Linked DNA regions of Ovis aries: region 2 is linked to region 1. Evidence: chromatin contacts called from public Hi-C data. All regions are on one chromosome and are shown on one strand. The core of a region is the stretch at or near the end of the contact, and the rest is flanking DNA. Distances in the headings are between cores, read along the strand shown.

What was found. A called contact is a pair of places that touch in the nucleus more often than the background predicts.
Region 2: a Hi-C map of liver shows a contact between it and region 1, with 3 times the contacts expected there. The contact joins the promoter of SLC35A1 here to the promoter of AKIRIN2 in region 1. A contact is called at or near these places in 2 of 16 Hi-C or Micro-C datasets (hypothalamus and liver).

Annotation. Positions count from the first base shown.
Region 1 is chr8:49,617,829-49,622,618 of ARS-UI_Ramb_v3.0, reverse strand. AKIRIN2 (akirin 2) reads right to left here and starts at 2,988. Exons shown (of 5, transcript NM_001252176.1): 1 at 2,754-2,988. The coding sequence starts at 2,988.
Region 2 is chr8:49,828,733-49,833,523 of ARS-UI_Ramb_v3.0, reverse strand. SLC35A1 (solute carrier family 35 member A1) reads left to right here and starts at 2,165. Exons shown (of 8, transcript XM_004011288.5): 1 at 2,165-2,207. The coding sequence starts at 2,192.

The DNA.
Region 1 (4,790 bases), core at 1,739-4,238:
CTTTTTCCACATCCTGAGATTACTACAAACTGCCAACACCCTCAATGAGGACTGGACAAACGTTTTCTGAAAAGAACCAGACAGTAAATATTTGATCTTTGGGAAAATACAATCTCTATCACAATTACTTGACCCCTCTGTTGTAACCGGCAAGGGATATGGACAATACTTCAAAAAAAAAAAAATGAACATGGCTGTGTTCCAATAAAACTTTAATTGCCAGTTCTTTTCTTTGTCCTATTAAGTCACAATAGTTTGAAAAATATTGATTTAAATAACAGTTATCAAGTCAAACCTTCCTGAGATGACTAACAACCAAAAGAAACAAAGCTAGAGTTTAAAAGATACCCAGTTCCTGAAGTGACAACATGACTTCAGCAACATATCAGAAAACACATATATAAATATATCCAGAGAACAAAAGTAAATTCATAATAAATTATACACATGCTCTGAAAAAAACTGCACTTCAGTAGTCTAGTTGTAAATTGTTTAAATTATATTTGAACCCACAGAAATGAAAACTCCATAAAGAACTTCCATAGAGCCCCAGTCAATTTCATTTTGGTAAGTTGCTTTCCATTTCCAACCCTAGCTACTTATTTCTGCTAAAGATATATGGTATTCATTCTAGACAAGTTTAAAGAATCACCACTTTTAAAACAGGAATTTAAAAGTTAGGTACTTGGAAAATTATTTCCAAGTTAGAGGACATGAAAACTGGGAAGCTGTTTGATACCTGCACAACACTGCAGCTCCCATTATGACACCATTACCAAAACCATACAAGAGCAAGCCCAAAACTGGCCGTGTTAACATAAGGCTAAATTACATGTAAAATGTCATTCCAAGACCACAGTTAAAAAGGTAAATTTTAGCAACTCAAAAGTTAATCAATTTTAACTGCTGTTCTCTAATTGAAATAGCTAGGGAAAAAAAACTTTTCAGAGACTCAATAAATATCAGTTAGTGTGTGACTTTAGAATTCAGGATATGATCAAAGTTACAGCAGATGCCAAAAACACCTTGAAAAACAGAAAACATACCAATATGTTGGAAAAATGTGAATTTGAATCAGCCGGCTTAAACAATTTCAATAATTCCAGTCATTTTACTATTATAATAGTAATGGTCCACTTAACCGAAATATAAAATGTGGAGTCACCTGCATTAGTGAATGCTTTAAATACATCAACGAAATGACAGATCTGCAAAGAATCACAATTCTTTCTGAATTAATTCCCTTTGAAGTGAGGACAAATATAGCCCCTAGCTGACTTACTTTATATGCTCAAGACTATTTTAGCACTTCAATATACTTTAACTCCCAAACCTAACACTGTATTAATTCACCCCCCTCAAATGAAATTTATTGCTGGTTAGCTAGAGCTATTTTTAAGTGGCCTTATTAAGTACAGATTCCACAGTATCATTTCAATTTTCAGTGATAGTCTTTCACTAAAAAGACAAACTCTGAAAATAGTATTAATCCCAGGAACTCATTCTTGACACTGTTCCAACAGCAAAAGATGGTAGCCTAGGCATCTGAGAATCTCCCTATGTATTTGGAAAAAGATATTTTAAAAGTATGACCTGAAAAATTACAAAACTTATGTCAATTCCAAATCAAGTTACCAGTAGAGTTAAATACTGCCCACAGATTTTCTTTTTAAAGCTGACGATAAAAAAGTAAATCAAGCTACGAAAAGGCTTTGTCTACAGATCTTATTATCACCAAACGGTCACACATGAAACCTTTGCATGCTACACACACAAGGGAAGCATTTACACTACTAGTCCACATAAGCCTATCTTAAGACTATGCCAGGGGCACACAAGGATTTTCAAAGTATAGGAAAAAACGGACACAAACGCAGTACAAAGCAGTCAAGAGGTAGCTGCCCAGTCACTTTCAGGAAATGTTTCAAGATGAACAGCAAAAATATTCTGAAGTCCCTTGGAATCTTGGGTTGATTTATTATTTTCAAGGCCTAGCCCTTTCCTTCCAAAGTACTTTCATGGGCAAAAATAAAGCACTTTTAACTAAAGCAACTACTCAGCCCCGAAGTTCAATACAACTTGCTTTTCATTAAAAGTTCAAGTTTCTCAAGGTCTAGACATATATAGTGTGATCGTATTACAGTATTCGGGAAGAGCATTTTCTTTGTTGTTGACCCTGCTAGGGAAACAGGTCTTGACTCAGCCAAAGTGGCGTTCTTGTGGGTGATTAATGACAGGCCTAGATCTCGCCCCAGTGACATCCCTCCCCCACCCCACGCCCTCCGTACTAAAATCAGCCCTGTCTGAACTGGAAGAGGGGCGGCCGCCTAGCCTCAAACCACCCAGTTCCAGAGTTAATAGGTGCAACCCATCGATTCTGGGAGACAGCCATCGAGATTCGGGTGAAATGTGTGACCCTTCGTTTGCCTCGATTTCCGTGTAGCACTCTCTCTGATCATTTCCGCTGGGGCTCTCCAGACTACGGAAACGCTCGATTCCAGTCATTCGGCCCAAAGAAAAAGACCTTCCTCTACCCTACAATACCCGGCAAGGCACCATCCCTACCCACCCCACCCCCGACCCCTCCCCCGATATCAGGCTATTCCTATTGTGTCTCCGACACTGAAAGAGCTCCTTAAGAAAAATGTGGCCGCCGAGGACTCTGCTAAGACCGGAGAGCCGTCCTGCACCCCTAGTCCCGCGGCCTCATCCCTCGCCCTCCACCCCCGGGCGGCCGCAAGACCGAGTCCCACCTGTGGTGAGACGGGAGGAGACGTCGCCGAAGGGAGATGGCTCCATTCGGAGATACTTCTGCGGCGAGGCGGCGGCGGCCGAGAAGGAAGCGGCGGTGGCCGCGGCGGCCGACGACGGGGTGGCGGCGGCAGAGGTGGGCGCCGACAATGGCGCACATCGCCTCCGCTTCGGGGACGCCGGGCTCAGCAGCGGGTCGAAATCCAGAGTCCGTTTCAGAGTGGCTCCGCACGCCATGGCCGGGGCGCCGGGCTCGGGTGGAGTCAGGAAGGGAGGGCGAAGGAAGCGGGTAAAAGCGGAGCCCCGAAGAGAGCCTAACCGACGGGCTCAAGAGTGGAAAGCCGGGTGGCGGAGCGCCGGCGAGGGGAGCAGAGCCGCTGCCGCCGCCTCCGCGGCAGGGGCAGTGGCCCGGGCCGGCTGGGGCGAGAGCAGGAGGGGCGGTGGCGGCGGCTCACGCTGGCCGCGTCAGGGGGGCTCTTCCGCCTCCTCAGGCACGGCTCCCCCGGGAGACGCTCCGGCCGCCCCCGCCGTCCGTTCGGGCTTTGCGCCGCGCCTGAGGCGCTCCTGCGCGGAGACCGGCTCCTTCAGAAGTCAATACCAGCCCCGTGAGATGTGAGGCTAGAACGCGGCTCCTAAGACGCTCGAACAGCGGCCGAAGTTAGAGAGCGGTGGTCGATGCGGCGAGATTGAGAGGCTGCGGCAGCGGCAGGAGCTCCAGCAAACACATCCAGCCGCTTCCCCCTCCACTGTCTGACTTCCACCCGCCGCCGGCCCCAATATGGCGTCAATAACAACGCCGCCGATTCAAATCCTGCGGCCTCAGGGCGCGTGCGCATAGCGGGGGGCGGGAGCCCGAGCATACATTCTGGGAGTTGTAGTTTATCACTGGAGGAAGGACTCTGCGTGAAAAGCGGTTAAGGAGAAGTCATGAAAACTACGAGTCCCGTCATTCAAGGCCAGCGATTCCGAGTTCCGGATTGGAATTTAAATCCCCCTACACATCTTGAGTGTAAAAGGAACTGAGGGTAAGAGAAAAGAGAAAAACCCGTTAGAGAGTGGGAGAAAAGAAAGCCGACCGGTGGGGAAAGCAGGTTTTGAAAAACCTTTAATATTCAGGTAGTAGTTGTCGTGGTACGCTCCCACAGTGATTTACCAACCGGGAACTTGAAAACGAAGCTAACCTAACAGTTCAAGACTGATTAAAACAGTGCCAGAAACAAAACCTGTCACATCGACTGGCTAGGAAATACTAAGATTTTGGGGACCTATTTAGAATTGCAGGAGAGAACAGTGGTACTATCAGGTTATAGGAACCTTGAATTGAACTTTATGTGTTGCCCTTTCCAGATAGCTGCTTTTAGCCACTTATTCGGCAAAGCCAGCTGTACCCTGTAAATGACTAGGATTTGAACGACGTACAGAACTAAATTGTTCTGCTTTGAATAAAAAGCTAATAGCAGAAGTTGTACTATCTCAATATTGGTGTATATCTTGTGAACGGTAAAAATTAAATCGAAAGACAATGGAAGTCTAGAGAGTAGATATTAGACCCATTTTGTAAGCAGAGAAAAAAATTTTTTATGAAAGTTCTACTAGTTTTGTATTGGACTGGTGATAGCTTCCATATGTAAAGGCCAAAGGATAGTTTTTCACGCTTTACCGGCTGAGCCACCAATTTGGGACGCACCATACTTCTAACCAGGTACCTAAAATGCAAATCAAATACAGCATTAGTAAAAAAAAAAAAAAAAAAAAAAAAATTATTTATGTGAAAAACTATCCTTTGTCCTTTGCATATGGAAGCTATCACCAGTCCAGTACAAAACTAGTTATCTATGTGAATGCCATAATTATCTAATGATAAGTATAAAATACAGGCTTCCAATGCTTATTCTTATTATTTATTAAGTAACTAAAAGATGTACCATTTTGTGTATTATTCTTTACACCATTTTTGGACAATAGTTTAATACATTTATTCTTGTTTTATAAACTGTTCAACTCCTCAAAGATCAGCAGTCATCACTCTGTGTCAACAA
Region 2 (4,791 bases), core at 916-3,415, 210 kb before region 1:
ATATTTCCCCCAGCAATCTAGATTCCAGCTTGTGCTTCATCCAGTCCAGCATTTCTCATGATGTACTCTGCATAGAAGTTAAATAAGCAGGGTGACAATATACAGCCTTGATGTACTCCTTTCCCTATTTGGAACCAGTTTGTTTTTTCATGTCCAGTTCTAACTGTTGTTTCTTGACCTGCATACAGATTTCTCAGGAGCCAGGTCAGGTGGTCTGGTATTCCCGTCTCTTTAAGAACTTTCCACAGTTTGTTGTGATCCACATAGTCAAAGGCTTTGGCATAGTCAATAAAGCAGAAATAAATGTTTTTCTGGAACTCTCTTGCTTTTTCCATCATCCAGCGGATGTTGGCAATTTGATCTCTGGTTCCTCTGCTTTTTCTAAAACCAGCTTGAACATCTGGAAGTTCATGGTTCATGTACTGCTGAAGCCTGGCTTGGAGAATTTTGAGCATCACTTTGCTAGTGTGTGAGATGAGTGCAATTGTGCGGTAGTTTGAGCATTCTTTGGCAATGCCTTTCTTTGGAGTTGAAATGAAAACTGACCTTTTCCAGTCCTGTGGCCACAGCTGAATTTTCCACATTTGCTGGCATATTGAGTGTAGCATTTTCACAGCATCATCTTTTAGGATATGAAAGAGCTCAACTGGAATTCTGTCACTTCCACTAGCTTTGTTTGTACTGATGCTTCCTAAGGCCCACTTGACTTTGAATTCCAGGATGTTTGGCTCTAGGTGAGTGATCACACCATAGTGGTCATGATGGGTCATGAAGATCTTTTTTTGTACAGTTCTTCTGTGTGTTCTTGCCACCTCTTCTCAATATCTTCTGCTTCTGTTAGGTTCATACCATTTCTGTCCTTTATTGTGTCCATCTTTATGTGAAATGTTCCCTTGGTATCTCTAATTTTCTTGAAGAGATCTCTAGTCTTTCCCATTTTATTGTTTTCCTCTATTTCTTTGCATTGATCACTGAGGAAGGTTTCTTCCCTTTCCTTGCTAGTCTTTGGAACTCTGAATGTAGATGGGTATATCTTTCTTTTTCCCTTGCCTTTCACGTCTCTCCTTTTCACAGCTGTTTGTAAGGTCTCCTCAGACAACCATTTTGCCTTTTTGCATTTCTTTTTCTTGGGAATGGTCTTGATCACTGCCTCCTGTACAATGTCATGAACCTCGGTCCATTTAGTTCTCAGGCACTCTGTCTATCAGATCTAATCCATTGAATCTTATCTGTCGCTTCTAGTCTGTATAAGGGATTTGATTTAGGTCATACCTGAATGGTCTAGTGGTTTTCCCTACTTTCTTCAATTAAGTCTGAAAGTCATGTAGGGGAAAGATCATGCTACAGAAGGTGTAGGCTGCTGGGCATCTCAGAATATTGTACCCATGTTCCTGTAAGAATGGAGGTACTTATATACAACAGTATTTTTAGCCAATCCACATATCTTGAAAACCATTTGACAGTGAATTATTTCTAATATCACTTATGCCAATTAACATGCTTCAGTGATCGTGGAGATTATAGCGGTTGAAGTCAGTGCCTGTTGATATGCCTAAGGTTTTGAAGCAAAGATTGTGCAATTAGAATGTCCGGTAAGGTAAATATAATCAAAGATGATGCTGACGATGAGGACACAGCCACAGACTTTGAACAATATATAATATAAACTATAAGCTTAAATAAGAGGTAACAACAGAAGTTAATGAGTGAGGAAGTTAATGCAAGTTACAGAAGTTGCCTAGTTTCTGTTACTTTCCGGGTTTGGGGAGGATCTAACAACAGCTTTGCCAGAATCCTTAAATCGAAGACCAATTCCTATTTGCCGCCAAATCACCTGGTGAGGACTACAGCTCCCAGAAGGCAACGCTCGGCTCTCGCGACTCAGCCTTCTTAGCCGGCCGGGAGTTGTAGTTTTACAAAAGAGCGCCGTGGAACCTAAGTTTTACGCGCTTGTCAACAGAAACTGGGCGGTACCGGTCTCTTCTCCATCCGGGTCCGCCCCTTTTCTGCAGCGGTCGAATTCGTGAACCTAGTCCAGGTGCTTGGCTGGGCTGGAAGCCGCGGCCAGTCGGCTGGCGGGGCGCTCTAGGCCGCGCGGGTTCGTCTCTATGACCCCAGGAGGCGGTCCCCGGTGCCCTCAGCGCGCGCGGAGGGGGTGCGGGTCAGTTCCGCGCGGCGCTGTCGGGGAACCATGGCAGCCCCAAGAGGTGAGGCCGGGGCCCGGCAGGACTGGGGGACCCGGGTCGGGGGCGCTATGCAGAGCGAGCCTCAGCGCTTGTCTGCATCTGTCTGCGGGCGAGCATCCTCCGCGCCTGCGGGGCTCGGGTCTCCGAGGGGTAGGCCCGGGCGTCGGGGATCAGGGGTTTGTGTTGAGCTGCTCCCGGGCTTGAGCGCGCGCTGCCACGGGTCAGGGCAGCGCTGGGCAGCCAGCCTCCCACTGCGGCTGCCTTTCCGGGGGGCGGACTCAGGGCCAGCTGGTTTGGCGGCCGGAGACCGCACCTGCCTGGACATGTAGGTGGGAACAGAATTCAGACAGGCCTGGGCTGTAGCAGACCGGGTGAGGGGTCGGTGCGCCGGGACCTGGCTGGAGCCGCATCACCCAGCGGGAGGCAGGAACGGTCTCAGTGCGGGCCGGGGTCACCGCGGTTGCGGTCTCCGCGGTGACTTTTACACTGGGATGCTCAGAGCCTTAAGGGTATGCTCCGGGTGCAAAACCTAAGCAGCGGCTAGTCCACCTAACAGACACTGAAAACATCCTTGGGGCAGGAGAACAGCCTTGCAATGTGACGAGACGGAGAAAGCTGTTGTTAACAGTTGCTCTCCAGAATGTTGTTATGTGGTTAGAAAGAACACTTGAATATTTTGTGGGAAGGGTGATATCCATCCTCCGCCCCTGCCCTTGCCCCTTCCCCAGGGATAGCTCATTAGAGTAATAATGTTTGATGACTAATTGCCTTTTCCTGAGTGTAAGTATCATTAACTCTGCATCTTGTTTGCTTTGCTGAATGGGATAAGTTAAAACCGGAGTTGAGTTTCTGGATGGTGAAGCTACGAGAGATTGGGCAACACCCGGATTCTTCTCCACATTTCCTCCATAGAGCTGTTGGCTTCACCCCTGAATATACGTTGAACAAATATTTGAACAATACCTTTTTGCGTGGGTGGCGAATTATTTTCCTGGTTGGAGAGGCCACGTTTTCCTTCAAGCCCTGCTCAGGGGCATTGTCTGCAATTGCATATGCTTCTCGCATTTCAAATAAGCCCACCGTTAAGAGTCTTTTATAGCAGTACCCGAAATAAAGGAAAAAAGTAGATTTTGATAATTGACATAAAATGAAAATAGCAAGGTGAATGGTGAAGGCAATTGTAGAATTACCTAAGTCAAATAATCTGAAATAGTTGCTCAATTTACAGATTTAGGTTTATTGCCAATACATATTTGTTGTGCCTGGGTTGTGTGATAAATCTTACATGTCCGCTAGAACTGTGTAATACAAAATTGCAATCCTGAACTTCCTGATATTCACAAAGGGTTTATTTATCTGGGACTTCCTAATTTCCACCTTCTCAGGTGTTACAAATAATGTCCCCTCTAAAATACAGTAAACTATAACTGAGAAATGGCACCCCACTCCAGTACTCTTGCCTGGAAAATCCCATGGACAGAGAAGCCTGGTAGGCTGCAGTCTATGGGGTCGCTAAGAGTCGGACACGACTGAGCGACTTCACCTTCACTTTTCACTTTCATGCATTGGAGAAGGAAATGGCAACCCACTCCAGTGTTCTTGCCTGGAGAATCCCAGGGACGGGGGAGCCTGGTGGGCTGCCGTCTATGGGGTCGCACAGAGTCAGACACGACTGAAGCGACTTAGCAGCAGCAGCATAACTGAGAAAAATATACAACTCCAGATTGTAAATTTCTTTTGCGGGGCGGGGTGGTGGGATTCTCCACATAGAAACAGGTGTGTGGGAGCTAATGGGAGCTTTGAGAGGAGAAAACAGTGCTGATGTGCCACTGTGCCCACTCAGCAATGCAGGTGAGCTGTGACTTTTTGCCACCGCATGGATCTTAGTCCCCGTCTAACGACTGAACCTTTGCCCCCTGCAGTGAAGCTCAGGAGTCTTAACCATTGCACCCCCAGGGAAGTCCCTGTATGGACTTGTGATATTACCTTGAAACAAACTGAAATTGCTAATAATTGCACTTTCATTATATAGATATCTAAACTTATTTGCCTGCTCTTCTATTTAATCGGTATTTTCAGGAATATAATATATTCCCATTTAATCACTATGCTAATAGGTGTATTTTCAAAATTTTAACCATTCATTGTGTTGTTTTGGAATCAGGAACCTATATAATCACTGACATAGTTTTTAGTTTAGCAGACCTAACCTCTCTTATTTATGAAAGTATTGATAATCTAGGACATGTGGGTTGGTAAACTTTTTCTGTTAATGGCTGATGGTCTCTGTCATAACTACTCACTCAGCTGTTGCAGGGCAAAAATAGCCATACATAATTTGGAAACAAAGGATATAAGTATGTTCTAATAAAACTTTTTTTGTGACACTGTAATTTGAATTTCATATAATGTTCATACATCACAAAAGGTTATTTAAAAACTTTTTTCCAACCATTTAAAAATGTAAACCTATTCTCAGCTTTCAGATCATAGAAAAATGAGAGGAAATGTACTTTGTTCACCCCTGATCAAGAAGATGGGAAATGCTTTCTCCTGTACTGCTGTTTATTTTTTGTCTTACATTTCCTCTTTGTGTAGGAGAGTT